Regions from separate parts of the Zea mays genome. Here region 1 is linked to region 2. A link is a contact called in public Hi-C data. All regions are on one chromosome and are shown on one strand. Each heading gives the region's core, a stretch centred on a gene start, on an enhancer-like site or on the middle of the called end of the contact. The rest is flanking DNA. Distances are from core to core; before and after follow the strand shown. Region 1 holds the start of LOC100277433. Region 2 holds the start of LOC100502275.

The links. A called contact is a pair of places that touch in the nucleus more often than the background predicts.
Region 1: a contact with region 2 is called in a Hi-C map of ear, with 2.2 times the contacts expected there. The contact joins the promoter of LOC100277433 here to the promoter of LOC100502275 in region 2. A contact is called at or near these places in 5 of 25 Hi-C or Micro-C datasets (ear, leaf and tassel).

Annotation. Positions count from the first base shown.
Region 1 is chr5:214,950,767-214,953,997 of Zm-B73-REFERENCE-NAM-5.0, forward strand. LOC100277433 reads left to right here and starts at 1,525. Exons shown (of 2, transcript NM_001150994.1): 1 at 1,525-2,079; 2 at 2,156-2,581. The coding sequence starts at 1,609. The coding sequence ends at 2,296. LOC103627717 (probable serine/threonine-protein kinase SIS8) reads left to right here. Exons shown (of 14, transcript XM_008648027.4): 11 at 139-188; 12 at 272-448; 13 at 570-707; 14 at 805-1,225. The coding sequence ends at 681.
Region 2 is chr5:214,799,306-214,802,699 of Zm-B73-REFERENCE-NAM-5.0, forward strand. It overlaps LOC100502275, which reads right to left and starts at 1,733. Exons shown (of 2, transcript NM_001196752.1): 1 at 1-1,733. The coding sequence starts at 1,327.

The DNA.
Region 1 (3,231 bases), core at 275-2,774, 150 kb after region 2:
TAGATTAACCAGTGTGAAATAGGGCTGTGTTTTCAGGTTGGCTTGTGCTAATCCGTTCATATGATCTTTATCTGTCACACTGGTTGCTGCAAATGCTACTTTTCGCCACTTCTACTGAATAGTTTGGTTGATGTGCAGGCGGAGTGGATGGCACCAGAAGTACTTCGGAATGAACGATCGGATGAAAAGTAAGTGGTTAAAGACTCGGTTAAAAATAACCTTATCACAGATGATTATTTTGTGCATGCTGAAATCTTGCATGGGCTGGCAGATGCGATGTTTTTAGCTACGGAGTCATATTATGGGAACTTTGTACACTACTACAGCCTTGGGAAGGTATGAATGCCATGCAAGTGGTTGGTGCAGTTGGGTTTCAGAATCGTCGCCTTGAAATCCCAGATAACATCGATCCTGCTGTAGCAGAGATAATAGTGCAATGCTGGCATACGTTAGTATTCTTAACTTTCTTGGTGCAATAAAAAATATTTCACCGTTTATGGTGCATTGCATCTTCCTAACCCACATGGATTTTTTTTTATTTGCTAAATTCACTTTGCTATATGCCTCAGGGATCCAAAGTTGCGGCCATCATTTGCAGATATCATGGCTGCACTAAAACCACTGTTGAAGAACTTGACCAGCAATCTAGCCCCTAAGAGAGTGCAACAAACAGATGAGTGAGACAAGGAGGTTGACAACCGCCCAACGTCCGTAACTTGTAGGATTATTTCTGTACATTAACAGCAAGCATGTGTTCAAAGATGAAAAAAGATGTGATGTTGGTATGTTTGCTACTCTATCCAGCTAGAGGTGCAACATTTCGGATTGGCAAAGCCATGGTAAGCTTAAGGCCGCTTGCCATTGATCCACATTCGAAGATCAGTGCTGGTATACCCGTGAAAGAAGACGGAGGAGGGCTGTGATCTATGCAAAGAATTGTGCAGAACAGTAATGTTTTGGCACTGTGGAACGATTGAACCAGGAACTCGTATGGGTGGCAGACCGGGGCTTTTGTTCATACCGTCCCTTTTTTTTTCTTTTGTTGCCTCACCGAATGGTGGGTATTATTATGTGTAAGGTGGCGATTGGTTCACGAAACGTAATGTAAATGACAACGGTAATGATTCATGTTTGATTACCAGCGGTAACAAGTTTGAATAGGACTATATCAGTTTCTAGGGTGATATATGATTACATTACACATAAACAAATATGGTTTACGTTATCTGTTACCGTTGACCTTACAAATACGTGAACCTGCCAACCTGAAAAGAGAGGGAAAGGTTGCCCTGCTTGTGTTGCGAGTTTGGACTCACCTCACAGCTGACGCGTGTCCACTTCGCCTCTCACCATCCGTCGTGAACAGTGGATCCCGAGCGCGCTGGGCGTTCCCGCTTCCATTCCATCTAACCAGTTCCCAGCCACGAAAACTCCGCAAACATCGCACGCACGTACGCCGTTTCCATGCCATGCATGGACACCACGCGCTAGTTAACCCGAGATCGGCCCCCCATCGCTGATGCCAGGACCGATCACCCGACGACGCACAAACACCACTCCGCACGGATTAGCCGACGCCGACGGTGAGCAGCCCATCAGAGCGCGACGATGGCGGGCGTCTTTTGGGGAGGCGGGAGGGCGGACGAGGTGGCTGACTTCGACGAGTACGACCCCACCCCCTACGGCGGCGGCTACGACATCGCCCTCACCTTCGGGCGTCCGCTGCCGCCCTCCGAGGAGACCTGCTACCCGATCTCCACCGCCTCCTCGTACGACCGTCCGCAGCAGCACGGAGGCCGGAGGCCCGGGGCCGAGGAGTCCCACGGCTCAGCTGCAGGGTACGGTGGAGGCGGCGGCGGGTACGCGGGGGCGGGGCGGCCTCATCAGCTTCATAAGGAGGAGGAGACCCACGGCTACGGGAGGAAGGGGGGACACGACGACGACCACGAGCAGCAGGCGTACCGAAAGCCGAAGCCCTCGTACGGGCACGGGGACGGCGACGACGACCACCAGGCGTACAGGAAGCCGAAGCCGTCGTACGGGGACGAGAGGCCCAGCTCCGGCCGGAAGAAGAAGAATGTGAGCGTAGGCTGCCGAATGGCCGATGGGCCTTGAACTCGTAATCTGGGCTGTTTTAAACATGGTGAAATTACAGGACGACGACGATGACTCTGATGACGACGGCGCGAGGAAGCCACGTTACAAAAAGAAAGACGACGACGACTCGGATGACGATGACAGGAAGAAGCGCTACGAGAAGAACGACCGCCGCCGCCGCCACGACTATGACGATTGAGCTATATGCATGCAGTCTCGTATATACACATGTGCTCGAGTCACGCGTTATGCAATGTATCATCCCCATTGCATCTCCTACTAGCAGTACTGTAGTAAATAAGCGAAGCTGAGATGCAGGGGGATGCATATGGTGGACACAGTTTTGATTTCAAGTGACGCCGCTTTACAGCCTACTTCTTCCTTGTTTTTGTTCTTCACCTTTTGTACTGTTCTGATGGTAACCTGTATACTCGCGCGGTTACTTGCGACCATTGTTTTTTTTTGAACAAAATATTACTGTCGATTTTCAGGTTCACAGTAACTAAAAAAAACGTCATATACATGACATGCTATGCTACACAGGTGCTGTTCTTCATAGCTGGTGAACTTGCATTCTTCACTGACATACATACACCAATTTCCCAATAATCCTAAACTCAATAACAAAAGTGCAGTTAGAAATGACATTATTCATCCATCGATCGCGTAGCGACGACTACTTTATTTGAGAAAGTGCATGCTCTAATTGCATCGTCTTCCATGCTAGCACAGTATGTATTGGCAATGCTGTCTAATACTAGGTACACTCATCCTCTGTTCTGAGCTGGAAAGCATGCTGGGGTGGCTATTTGATGGCGCGCGGTGCTGTGTCTTCCCGTGTCGTACGTTTGTGTCACGCACACTTGTTTTGGCCTCTCTCGTGCCAAGCTAGCCAACTTTCGGTTTCATGCGGTGCTTGCATGCATGATACTAGTACGATGTTTCTTTCTTCAAGTTTTTGGAGATTTTCTTGTTTTTACGAATAGGGTACGGATATCATCACAAGTAATGTCTTGCTATCTGGTTCAGTACGTACGTGTTGATGTGACCGGTAGTTGTTGGATCTTAATTTGCTCTTCTTGCGTACGTTGTGGCCTGTAGTCTAAACAAACCACCGATCGTTCCAAGGAACAC
Region 2 (3,394 bases), core at 483-2,982:
TCCAGGAGACCTGATCGTGAAACAACATCTCATCAAACAATCTGTGTGCATCCTCAATGCTACCACACTTCCCATACAAGGTAACTAGTGCATTAGACACTGTGATGTAATGCATCAATCCTGACACAAGCGCTAGACAGTGGAACTGAGCTCCTTCCTCTAGGCTTGCTAGGTTAGCGCAAGAACTTATAACACTTCCTAGGGTGAAATCATCAGGATCAATGCCATCTCTTTGCATCTCAGAGAACACCCTGACAGCCTCCTCGCTGCACCCATTTTGTCCATAACCAACAATCAGTGCAGTCCATGAGATGATGTTTTTGCACGACATCCTCCTGAAAGCAGTTTCTGCCGGTTTGATGCTCCTGCACTTTGAGTACATGTCAACAAGCGCACTCCCGACAAAGACATTGTCATCGTAGTGAGTCCTGATTATGTAGGCATGGATCTGTTTCCCCTGTTCCAAGGCTGAAAGGGCACCACAGGCGGTAAGGATGCTTCCGAAGGTGTACTGATCAATAGCAATGCCCTGAAACCTCATCCTCCTAAAAAAGTTAAGAGCCTGTGACTCCAATCCGTTCTGTGTGAACCCCGTGACCATCGTGGTCCAAGTAATGCAATCCCTGTCCGTCATCACCTCAAACAACCGCCTTGCTTCTTCAACCATCTTGCATCGGAGCAGCCCGGTGATCATCGTGTTATACATCACCACATTCTTGCCATCCATTTCATCGAAGACTCTCTTAGCATCCCCAATGAGACCCATCTTGGCATACATACCAACCAGTGGGCTCCCGACAAAGGCGTTCACCCCAAACCCAAGCCGCAGAATCTGACAATGAAACTGCCTGCCAAGGGCGCGGTCACCCAAGGCCGATGCCGCCATGACCATAGCCGACATCGTGATCCGGCTAGGCCTGACGCTACTGCCCGCCCGAAGTAACGTGTGGTACAACCTGACCGCCCGAGCGTGCGCGCCACCGCCAGAGAAGCCGGCGATGACCGCGTTGTAGGAGACGGTGTCGCGCTGCGCCATGGACGCGAAGAGGGAGTCCATGTCGTCGAGGAGCCTGGCGTGGGCGAGAGTGGAGAGGAGCGCGTTGTATGTGAAGAGGTTCGGGTGGGGCGTTGCGTCGAACACGCGGCGCGCGCGCGCGTGGCGGCCAGCCTTGCCATAGGCGGTGAGCAGGTGGTTGAGGAGGTGGGTGGGCGGCGGGTGCGGTAGGGTCCTGAGGATGACGCAGTGGAGCGCGCCGGCTGCGTGCGGCTCGGTCCGGGCGGCGGCAGAGAGGAGGGCGGCGTACTGGCTGCTGAGCGGGCGGGACATGGCACGCCGCACGCGGGGCGGGGCGGGGGCGGGGGCGGGGGCGGGGCGGAGGGGAGCAGCTGCAGCTGCGTGTGTGGAAAACGAAGCGCATAGACCACGGGGCCTCCATCCATCGTCCAGTGATCGGTGCGAACCCAAGCCCACCACATAGATAGTGTTGCAAACTGGGCCTCCCTCTCTCGAACCCGTGGGCTTGCCCCTAGATTGATACGTAAAGAACAGACAGAAACTGCCTCAATGCGCTTCAGGCCAAGTCTGGTGCCGATTCTGCCACAGCCCACGGCCTGACACGAAGAACTGACGACTGCGCGCATCAAAATAGCCATGCTACTTGATACGGTGGAGAGCGGTCTTTTGCATTTTGGATACTTCTTGTAGCCATAACGGCCACAGATAAGGTTTTGAGTCTCAACTCTAAGAAAAAGTCTTCATGTGGCCGCCCCACACTTATAAGTAGTAGAAAGACCGTACGGGGGGATAAGAACCCATTGAATTAGGGGCACCATCGTCATGCCGTTAATCATTGTGCGAACAGTGACCAAATCATTGTGAGTGATTCAATGCTTTGCTTGCCATATCACGCCACGCTAGACCGTTCCATGTTGCTTTCATTTAACTCCACACGGCGTAAATTAATGACACGGCTCCGAGAACCTGTAGTACGAGGGGGTGTGCACAGTATTTGCTCGCCACTGTTTCATTTCACTAGAGATGGCCAAATGGGCGGCACGGCACGGCCCGGCCCGGGCACGGCCAGGCACGGCACGGTTAGGGCACGGCCCGTTTAGCCCGTTTAATAGCCGTGCCGTGCCGGCACGGCACTAGTGCCTAAGGCCAGGCCCAAGCACGGCACTAAGCCTGCTTAGCCGTGCCGTGCCGGCCCGTTTAGCCCGTTTAGCCCGTTTAGCCCGTTTAGCCCATATAGCCCGTTTAGCACTATACCACAGAATTGTAGTCAGATATTCACAAACACAGTTAAAACATACTAAAATAGCTAATATTGAACTGTTTAGTGCAATGGTTGACTCATTAAAAACCTATTTAGATAAAAACTCACCCTTGTGAGAAAACCCTATATAAGAAAAAAGAGTACAACACACAGCTAACTACTCGTGCTTGGATCTAATCATGTATAATCGTGCCTAACCGTGCCTAGGGGCTAATCGTGCCGTGCCCGTGCCGGCCCAGCGTGCCTAAGGCTCGGCCCAGGCACGGCACTACCTATCGGGCCGTGCCGGCACGGGCCCGACACTAGCCGTGCCGTGCCGTGCCCAGGCACTACGGGCCGTGCCGTGCTTCGGGCCGGTCCGTTTAGCCCGGCCCGGCTGGCCATCTATACATTTCACTGAGCCGGCAGTTGCAGTGCTCTCTGTTAATCACAGGATCCCGCCCCGCCCCCTACAGGTTGACGCTCCACGCCTCCATTGGTTGATAATGAAGCCGGCTGTGAATGCCCGGAGGAGACGCTGGAGCCAACCAACCAACCAACCACACACACGGAAGTGAACATTCGGAGCGCCAGACTGCATAGGCGAAGATCGTAGAGCCGCGAAGAAAACAAAAGGAAACTCGATTATGTGGTACTTACCGGAGCGGACTGTCGGCATTTCTGTCGATCTACAACCTACACATGTCACAAAAGATGGTCGATCCATTCTGTCTGTCGAGATCGGAACAGCGAGCCTGCGACCTTGTGAGTCCAGCCCAGCATCATCACAGTTGCAGGATCACTGAACCTTGCTTGAGGCTGCTGCCGAGATTGGTCCCGCGCGCGACTGAAAGATGCGTGCCACTCAACCCAACGCTCAACGTGCTAACCTCCAAGTGCGTCCGGTCCGGGACTATATGACTGGATGTTCCGTTTCCCGCCAACGATTTGCTCGTTTTCCTCCGAATCACTACCACGTTCGCAGCAAATAATAGAGAAAATCACTTCAATGTTATCTAAACTTATACCAATTCCTTCTATAACATTAGAATTTATAGATTTCCTTCAATATCATCAAATTTAAATTGTAATTCCTTTAATATCATCGTCGTTAGAAAGAATATAAAGAGTCTTTTGGA